Regions from separate parts of the Gossypium hirsutum genome. Here all the other regions are linked to region 1. The links are chromatin contacts, called in public Hi-C maps. All regions are on one chromosome and are shown on one strand. The core of a region is the stretch at or near the end of the contact, and the rest is flanking DNA. Distances in the headings are between cores, read along the strand shown.

Region 1 (3,488 bases), core at 662-3,161:
GATAGGCTAACCTGCAAAGTAACCAATAACATAATAATTAGTGGAGGGTAAACCTGAAAAAGGATGCAAGTACGACAAAAACTAGATGCCACTTTGAGATTAGAGACTAATGAAAGTTTACAATATGAAGATACAAAATCAGGGCATAGGAGGTTTTGATGAAACCTCTCCTGCTTTTAGCTTTTAGCTTCTTTTTCTTCTCAATCAATATGATACTAAGCATAAAAAGATTTCTAAGCAGACACAAAGGACGCAAGTAATGCCCACATAAGATGATATCCAACTGCACATGTAAAAGTTTTTATTTTTCCAGGCAGATGCAATAGAAATAATGTTTCATGAGCCTGGGCAAGGTAAAAAAGGGAGGGAACTCCGAACCCTTTTGCCGTTCCTATCGCAATCTTCATTCTTATATCCCAGGTAAGTGGACTAACAGGACCTACATCGCCATGTAACCACTGCTCCAAGTTCCCATTGTCGACGTATTCATACACAAGCATCCTGAAGAAATAGTAATTTAGTATTTTACAGTTCATTTTCACTTAAACATACAAAGGTTTGTCTATGTCAAGTTGCATATAAAAAATTTACCTTCGAGCACCTTCAGCGCAGTACCCAACTAATCCTACCAAGTTCTTATGCCTCACTTTGCCAATGGCTTCAACTTCTACGGTGAACTCCTTTTCTGCTTGGCCCCTGTTAACAATGCAACAGCGATTTCGCTTAAACAATAACTAAAATAAAATTAATAAACAAATCTTATATTACTTACCGTTTCCTAGTCAACATTAAAAGAAATGAGAGGCAAAGTAAAAGCAAAGAAAACGAAAAACAGTTTGATTATTTTATTTTAAAGCAATAAAGAACAAAGTAGCCATTTCTTTTTTTACTTTTCCTAATACTGCGCCACGCAACAAAGAGATGTAGTTAATTTTACTTAACAATTTTAAAAAGTAGATTGAAAGAGGTAGATTAAAGTCAAAACAGCAATTTAAAAAATCAAAAGCATGATCTTTTAACAGTCTGTCTTGGATCTAGAAGGTATAAAAAAAAATTAAAAAAAAAAGAATAAACAATATAATGAGTTTACCAGAAACTGCTGTTGTCTTTTCCCCAGAAACAAACAGAGAGAAGAATAACTTAAGGAAGCTCTTTTTACGTACTTGTTATTAAGCAGATTTTTTACAGCAACGACCGAACCATCTTGCAAAATGCCTTTGAAAACGATACCGTAACCACCTTCACCGATCACATTCTCTTCGGCGAATCCATGAGTCGCCATCTCCAGCTCCCTCATGCTATACCATCGACCCCACCCGATATTCTGAGCATCCGCCGACACGTCACTAGCTCCGGAGGCATCGTCGCTGACACCTTCGTTACTCTTATTGGGAACCAGGATTCCGATCTTGCCCTCGTCTCTAAAGCAATCGGCATGTTGATCCAACGCCTTGATCGCCACAATCTCTTTGGAGACCAAAGGAATCAGACCTGAGCTATGCTTCACTTTCCGTTTCCGGGCATTTCTGTTTAAACGGCAACAGAGGAAGATCGTAAAAGAGAATAGAAGAAGAAAAAAGACCAGGAAGATTGAGATTACTAAGTAGAGCTTAAGGTTGAACAGGGGCGTTTTGTATGAAAGAATGTGAGATATAGAGTTGTTATTGTTGCCATCATCGGTTTCGCCGGTGACTGGCATTGGTTCCGGCGAGGGATGGAATTCTCTAGGGAAAGTTGAAGGAAATGTTAGCAGAAATAGAGATCAGAGAGAAGGGAAAAGTTAGGGAACTAAGGGGTTTTTGTGCTTTAAAGAGAAATGAAAGGAAAAAAAAAAAAAAAAAACCAAACACAGAGAGAGGAGTTTTCAAGCTTCAACGGATAAAAAGAAAAACAAAAGAAAAAGGAAAAGAGTGAAGTAGACATGAGAGATGTTGAGATGTAACCAAATTGGGTTTGCTTATGCGGGTTTATTACGGTAATGCCACTGTAGACTTTCTATCTATTTACTTCTACTTGACTGGAAATGGCATCGAACGCCTAAAGTTCCAGAATTTGGAATCAACATTTTCTCAATTTATCTATATCTATAATTATATTAATCTCTTCAATTCTTTTAAAAATTATAATTTTTATTTTTATAAATAAGTAAACATTAATACAAGTGTATTTTTGTTTTTTCATATTTTCTTAGTAAAATAATAGGTTAAAATTTTCGATTAGTCTCTGTACTTTACCAAAAGTTATGAATTTAGTCCGTGTTCTTTTAATTTAGTTATTTTTAGTTTTTGTACTTTTTAAATTTTAAAATTTAAGTCTTTAGCAAAGATAATTATTAAATTTATTAAGTTATGTTTTGTTATTTTCAAAATCTGATATGGCAAACATATTATCATATGTATACTCACTAAAAATTCAATTAATGGATTAACGTCTGTCATTTGCATTAAAACTGAAATTTCAAATTTTTAAAAGTATAGAGTCTAAAAATAATCTAATTAGAGAATGTGGATTAAATCTATAACTATATACATAGTACAAGACCAATAATTAAGTTTAATCAAAGGGATTTAATTGCTACTATTTTAATCAAAAATTCAAAAAATACATAATTTAAGCAAAACAAAACTATCATAAAATTTAAATTTTTTTTAATGATAATAGGATTTCAACTTATTACACTTATTTTCTTAAATTTTTAACTTAAAAATCATTTTATCAAATTTCTCACTTGATTTTAATATATAATTTTTATATAAATTTTTTTCACTCGCAAAACTAATATTTTATTCTTATAGTTAAAATCCAAGGATGTTAAAATGAGAAATAAATACAAAGGTGTGTTTGTGATTAATTTGGAAACAGAAATCAAAGAAAACAAGAAGATTTGATTTCCTGGGGCAATGGCCAATTAGGGTTTTACGTAAATCACAAATAAGCCGACCAAAATTCTTTGGAGATTTGAACAATAACCATTTCTTTAAAACACTTGACCAGATTGAAAGTGAATGTCTTAACGTAAACTTGCTACCTAATAGATTACCTACGCTGCATCATTTAGATATGTCTACTTATTACATATTTATTTAGCATAAAAATAGTTAGATATACTTATAATATGTTTGTATAATTACAATCCACAAATGAAATCATAATTATAATAAACACTCCAAATAACTACGACTAACATTAATCATTATGTTATATTTATTTAATATGAAAGTAGTTGGATAAATGTATAATATATTTGCATAGATGTAATTTAATCTAAATTAATTAGAGTTAATCATTACAATACACAAATAAACAAATACATAACAAATATATATCCGAACTAGGAGTGAATTCAGAAATTTATTTTAAGGAGCAGAAATTAAATTACAATTTTTATGATAGTAAAAATTCAATTTCACCATTTTAATACTCTATATCTTTATAATTTTTAAAGGATTAAATCAAATTTCTTTTTCATTTTTAGGAGGGGCCACAAT
Region 2 (3,359 bases), core at 816-3,315, 150 kb after region 1:
TAAAAAATATAAATAATTATTTAAAAATTCTAAGAAATTAAAATATGAAAAGCATTAAAAAACAACAATAATTTATAATAAAAAACTATAAACTTAATAAAATGCACATCTAAAATGAGCCTAGACTAATGATTGTTCAAGTTCCGTTGAACCTAAACATATGATTATTTAAACTCATTATGGAGTGCAAAACTATTAAAAAAATTTAAAAATTATAAAAATATATTAATAATTCTAAAAATAGATATAAAAATTATAAGAACTATAAACCCTGTTTTCTATTAATATAGTAAAAATTAAATTATATTTTTATGTGAATATTATCAACTTGCAAATTTGAAATTCAAACTATTTAATTTTTTTTATTTTTTTTATTTTTTTTCATATTTGCATTTTTATGCCAATCGTTTCTTTAATTTTTGTTTCATACTTTAATTTTTTTTAAAATTTTTAAATAATTATTAATATTTTTGTATATTTTCTATTTTTTTATAGTTTTACACTTGTTTAAAATGAAATGGATAAATGTGTATCAAAATTCAAATATTATTTAATTTTTTATATTTTCTATTTTTTATAGTTTTACACCTATTTAGAATGAAATGAATATCCAGATTCAAATATTATTTAATATTTTTTGTATTTTGTATTTTTATTTATAGTTTTTACTTGTTTAGAATTAAATAGACAACTATTTATCTAGATTCATTTTGGATGTAATTTTCTCTCCACCATCCTCTACCTTCTTCTTTACTTTTCGGTGAGCAACTGTCATCAGAGAACTCGATATTCTTCGGTTTCTGACAGCGGTGCACGGTGGCCGGCACAAATAAACCTTTTTTAAAAAAATGACACAAATCAATTCTAGTAGAAAAATGGTGTGGCATTGACTACCTTGATCAATACACCTTTGATCAAGTGTAGAATGTATGGTTTAGCATGGCAATCAAAATCATTAGGTGTCACGTTCTTTAGGAGATTCTCGAAGCATTCTCCAATTGAACCATCTTCACCATATGATTGATGTAATATGATGGAAGGTCAACGCCTATTTTGAATGCTTGAATTAATACCCATTGTAGATTAAATTAAGTGTTTCCTATTACAAGACACCAGTCCACTAAGAGTTTGTTAGTAATGCTACATCTTTTATCGATATTATCACTTCGCAACATAGAATATATAAGTATGTGGTTTGAAATTTCCCATCGTTCAATCAAGCATATATGACTGTTGAGAGAAAAGTACCTCTTCTTATTTGGCTTGCATGATAAAAACCAACATCCTTTAATTGCTAGTTGATTCTCTTGTGAGGCACACTAAACTCATGTTACCGCGAGCCTTAACAACAAGAGAATACTCCAAAGTTGTTACTTCTCAAGGAACATGTATTGCTTTTGATGCCATTCCGGTACAATTAGAAAATGTATCCTAGAGGTTAGCTACGTACAACTAAGGGAAGAATGTAACATAGTTGTAATATTGATTTATAGTGAAAACCTATCATTTGCTTTCACCTATTTATAGGTTTCCAATTTAGGGTAATTTCTTTTAAAAGTCGACATTTATAATTAAATTTTGGATTTAAATTAATTAATTATATTAAATTATCCCTTTTCGAATTGTTGTTTAAACTTTGATCACAATAACTATCGAGTTTAAGGTTAGTTGATTAAAATTTAAATTATATTTAATCAGTTAAATTCTCAAATAAGGATAAATATTAAATTTATATATGAACTTTGATCTAATGTGCAATGTCATATATAAATTTATTTTTGTGCGATTTTATACATGAAATTTTGATTTGATTTGATTCATTTCATTTTTAACAATTCACTACCATTTTACATTGATATATTGTATATACAAATAATTATATATATTTATTTATTTAAACGTGTACAATTGAATTACATAAAAATTTTAAGTATATTTATGAATCATAGTTCAAATTTTATATATATAATTACATTAAATTAAAATCTTATATATTAAATTTAAACTAAAGTCAACGCCTATGTGGTATAATGATTTAAAGAATTACACCAAATCCAGATAAACGGTGTAGAGTGTAAAGAAAGCAGTTGTATAGAAGGCTGAGAATTAAGTTTACTTCTTACTCATTGGTTTAATTCTTTTTATATAAAACTAATTTGGTTTTCCGATGACGTAATACAGAGCTAAGTTCCAAGAGAGGATAGGATAGGGTAGTCACATTGAGAGTAATCAATTTGTCATGACAGTTAACCAACCATAAACACTCGCTATAAAACCATGGTTTATTGCCCCCCTTTGTATCGTCAATTTCTTCATTCCCTCTCTCCCTAGTGTTTTCCGATATGGCTTCAGCTGATGTTGAGTACCGATGCTTCGTCGGAGGGCTCGCTTGGGCCACCGATGACCGGGCTCTCGAAGAAGCCTTCAGTGTGTATGGCGAGATCGTCGAATCGAAGGTCCGTTTGTTGCAGAGATCGGACTCCAGATCTGACTCGATCCGACCCAATCCGGGCCTCCCTGTCTATGATCTGTGATCCTTGATCTGTTGTTTTCTGTTACTGCTTGTTACTTGATACTCTCTTGTTACTCTTCTCTCTTTTATAATCTCTCACCGGTACGTTCTGTCTTCATTCCATCTGGGCCGAAAGATCGATCGATTCTGACGAATCTATGTTTTTGTCCTTCTCTTTGCATCTTTCTTCTGATATTGATTTTTTTATTAATTGATTTTCGTTTCTTATTTAGATTATCAATGACCGTGAATCTGGAAGATCCCGAGGCTTTGGGTTCGTAACTTTCCGTGACGAGAAATCTATGAGAGACGCTATTGAAGGAATGAACGGTCAGAATCTTGACGGAAGGAACATTACCGTAAACGAAGCCCAATCACGCCGAAGCGGTGGAGGCGGCGGTGAAGGATACGGAGGAGGAAGCGGAGGCTACAAAAGAAGTGGAGGAGGCGGAGGATATGGTCGCCGTGAAGGAGGCTATGGAGGTGGCCGTCGTGAGGGTGTATTCGGGAATGGTGGAGGATATGACGGCGGAGGCGGTGGTGGCGGATATGGCGGAGGCGGTGGCGGATATGGCGGCGGTGGCGGTGGTGGATATGGAGGTTGACGCTGAGATGGTGGGTCTCGTTACTCGAGGAGGCGGAGCGTCTGATGGGAGCTGGAAGACTTAGGGTCGTAGGGTTAGCATTTAAGTGGGCTTTGGGCTTTGCTTTTTCAGTTGGATGATGACGTGTTTCAAATATTGGTGCTTTATTGTTGTTTTGTAGCAGTTTGGATTCTCTCGTTTTTGACCGATGTTTATGTGACAAAAAACAATGGAGGGAAGTATACTATCTTCTTTTCAATTTC
Region 3 (3,413 bases), core at 827-3,326, 250 kb after region 1:
AAATTTTAATTAATTAACATTTTTAAATCTAAACCTTAACTAAAAAAATTGTTCATCTCCTCTTTTTTATTTTTCTTTCGTCTCTTTTTTTTTAATGTTTTTTTTCATTTGACTAGAAAAACTATTATTAAGTTTAAAATAGTTGAAATCAAATTGACTTCATAAAGATGGATTCAATGGAAGGTTCAGGTATGTCTTCTTTGCATTCCTCTATCTCTTTTATTCAACACTGAAAAACAAAAGATTAGATTTTTATTGTTTAATAAAACTTTAAATTAAAATTTTTGAAGGAATTCAAGTGGATTACCAAAAAATCTAAGAATTTCTAACTCAATCGTAGCCCTGCCATCCACCTGGAGAAAAACATTAGACAAGAGAAACGTAACATACATTTTCAAGCTTAAACATTGATTTCATTGATAAAGTGACCTGAAGCCGAGAAGAAACCGATTTTTAATTTCAAGAATTTTAGTTTAGGGATTTCATTAAACAATAAAAAAATTTAATCTTTTTTTTTAGTATTGAATAAAAGAGATAGAGGAATGCAAAAAAGATATACCTGAACCCTCAATTGAATCCATTTTTATGAAGTGGTCAATTTAATTTCAACTATTTTGATCTTAATAATAGTTTTTCTAGTCAAATAAAAAAAATCATTAAAAAAGAAGAAGAGATGGAAGAAAAATAAAAAAGAGAAGATGAATAGCTTTTTTAGTTAAGGTTTAGGTTTAAAATTTTTAATTAATTAATTTTTTTAATTAAAAATCTATTTTCACACATTTAGAAATTCAAGTTAGTACCTAAAATCTAGTTTGACTGCCACGTAGGATTACCGTTAGAGAGATAACGGAACTTAACGGTAAAGTGATCACTTCGTAACAAAATAATAACATAAGTGACTAAAACGTAACATTTCAAACATAAATGACTAAAATGTAACTTGGAGCAAATAAAAATAACTATTTTTATAGATTACCCTTAAAAATAAGAACTCCATACCTATCTCATCATCTAATAAAATATCTAGGTTTCAAACAAAGTTTCCATTTTCAGAATTTTCAAATTTCGGTACATATTAATATATTGTCCATATTTAAAATATCATTTTATCAAATGTTTTAAAATTAAATTTAATCACCTTTATTTTTAATTTATATACATTATTAGTATATTAAATGTAAAATATTTTAACTATAAATTTTTAAGATATAAAAATGTTGGATACGTTTGGACATGCAGCTTTTATATACTAATAATACTGTGTATATCAGACAGACCTTTTGAAAAAGCTGCCTAAGATACGCAGAGAAGTTCTGCTTTACGGCTTTAAAACTTATTACTTAAAACAAGGCAAATTAAAGGAAATGGCACAGTCGTGACATCCATGTAAGTAGATGCACTCAAAACTAGGTCACATTATGAGTTTTACTTCCTCTATTTATAAAATAAGTAAATTAATTTTTATTAAAAATTATATTTATTTTTACTATTTAAAGTTTATTCATATATATTAGAATGAAATATACATGGCAATAATTTAATTATTTTATTAATTATGCTAATTTTTAACTATAAGAATAGATAATAATAAAAGTGACTAATTTAATTTGTGGCTTAATATATAAAAATTAATTTACTTATTTTTTGAATAATTAAAATAAAATACAATCTAATTTATAATTCAGAGACATTTATAGTACTTTGATCAAAGGAACTCGTGGAGTTTGAAGAGTGTTATGTGTATATTTATGGAACTAAAAGTTCTATTACATTTGTTTTAGGATGGGAAATAATTGTATGAAATATTGATGTTATGTCATCGATATTTCTTTTTTAATAGTTTTATATTATATCAGTATGTTCATCCTATAAAAAATCAAATTCAAAATAAAATTATTGATGTGGCGTAAGATTATTAAAAAAATAATATTATTATTACATAAAATCTCTTCTCTTTTTAGATTTATTAAAATTAATATTTTTTGAAAAACTAGGATTATTTCTTTGAACAATTGGAGAGAGAAAAAAAACCCCTTGGTGTCCTAATGGGTAGTGGGTAGTGGGTAGTGGAATGGTACATAAGATATAAGAGTATAGGCGAATCCCAACACCATTGATATCTCTGAAAAGCCTTCAGAATGGAGAGGGGTTGGGGCCTGCAACTCACTAGGATCCGCTCTTTTACATCGGATCTGCTGCAATCTTTCATTGCCGCCTCCTCTCTCTCCTTCTATAATTATTTTTTTTTCAGACCACATCAGTATTGGCTACTAACTTGAATTCAGTTTGGGTATGATATTTAATTTAATTTATTTATATTTTTTTTAAAAAAAATTAAAGATCAAATCTAAATATTTAAGATTCCTTCCTCTATTATTTTTAGACTAATTTATAATAAAAAAAATTAGAAATTAAGTTTGACAAAGTATGAAAGGCCGCCTTTGAATGGGGACACCTCGTTTTCGGGGGGTTACTGCAGGCATAACCGCATAAGAGGGAAAGATTGAGTGCTTCCTCTAACAAATGTATTCTAATGAAAAGAGTTGGCGTATGTATATCGCTATGGACTAAGCCGAAAGCTGAAAATTTTGTAAACCATTCAATATGATTGGACCACATTGCCACAAAGACGTTTCACTGACCAATAACCCCAACTTTTATTTAAATTAATAAAAATATTTTTAACGAGTTTAACAATTAGATTTAAATTTTAAAAAATAAAAAAAAATTAAATTTTAAATATACGAAAAGTTTATCAGTAAGCTCCAGTGAGGCGTGCTAAGTGTTTAGCACCTCAATTTTTTCATCCTCCTGTCTGCCTTTTCATTCTCACCAGTCTTTCATGGTCTATTATATCCCTACATTTTTGTTCGTTTCTTTTGAGCTTTGGCACATAATTTCCTCATTTTTTGCCTTAAAACTTCCCTTAAATTTTGTATAATTATTTTACAAATCATCAAGTGATTATTTCATATATAAATAATAAAAAATAAATATACAAGTTTTTTAATAAGCTAATGAAAATATTTATTACTATATAATTAATATAAATTAACTAAAAATAAAGAATAAAAAAATAGTTTGAAACAATATTATTATTAATTTTTATTTATTTATTAAAAATAAAATATTATATAGAAAATAATTTAATATTTTAAATAATATCCTTACTGGTTATTTTCTTTCTTTTTCTTATTACTATTACAATAATTAATCTTACCGTATATCCAAATAGACCCATTTTAATTTAGATGATGTATAAAAATTAGTATTTGTAATAAATAGAGTAGAGAGGAAGTGATGGAAGGAAAGAGAAAGAGAGGGCCCATTTGGCCTTAGTTATAGTATTAGTTCATGTGTAAGTACATGGGAAGGAGGGGTGAGGGGAAGGCCCCCCTCAAGTTTCTTTTGGA

The links. Hi-C and Micro-C count contacts between places; a contact is called where the count stands out from the background.
Region 2: a Hi-C map of leaf shows a contact between it and region 1, with 1.6 times the contacts expected there. The contact joins the promoter of LOC107928749 here to the promoter of LOC107931617 in region 1. A contact is called at or near these places in 2 of 34 Hi-C or Micro-C datasets (both in leaf).
Region 3: a Hi-C map of leaf shows a contact between it and region 1, with 1.9 times the contacts expected there. The contact joins the enhancer-like site here to the promoter of LOC107931617 in region 1. A contact is called at or near these places in 5 of 34 Hi-C or Micro-C datasets (all in leaf).

Annotation. Positions count from the first base shown.
Region 1 is chrA12:4,017,425-4,020,912 of Gossypium_hirsutum_v2.1, forward strand. LOC107931617 (probable receptor-like serine/threonine-protein kinase At4g34500) reads right to left here and starts at 1,912. Exons shown (of 7, transcript XM_016863557.2): 1 at 1,164-1,912; 2 at 592-696; 3 at 379-501; 4 at 1-11. The coding sequence starts at 1,699.
Region 2 is chrA12:4,169,538-4,172,896 of Gossypium_hirsutum_v2.1, forward strand. LOC107928749 (glycine-rich RNA-binding protein GRP1A) reads left to right here and starts at 2,066. Exons shown (of 2, transcript XM_016860007.2): 1 at 2,066-2,456; 2 at 2,746-3,355. The coding sequence starts at 2,343. The coding sequence ends at 3,117.
Region 3 is chrA12:4,271,380-4,274,792 of Gossypium_hirsutum_v2.1, forward strand. No RefSeq gene overlaps it. Among protein-coding and RNA genes, the nearest start is that of LOC121210829, 12 kb to the right of the region's middle. Within about 2 kb of position 2,077, at least 4 of the 9 cell types and tissues checked have an H3K27ac peak or open chromatin away from gene starts, as enhancers often do. A contact at or near this core is called in leaf, where this site is marked.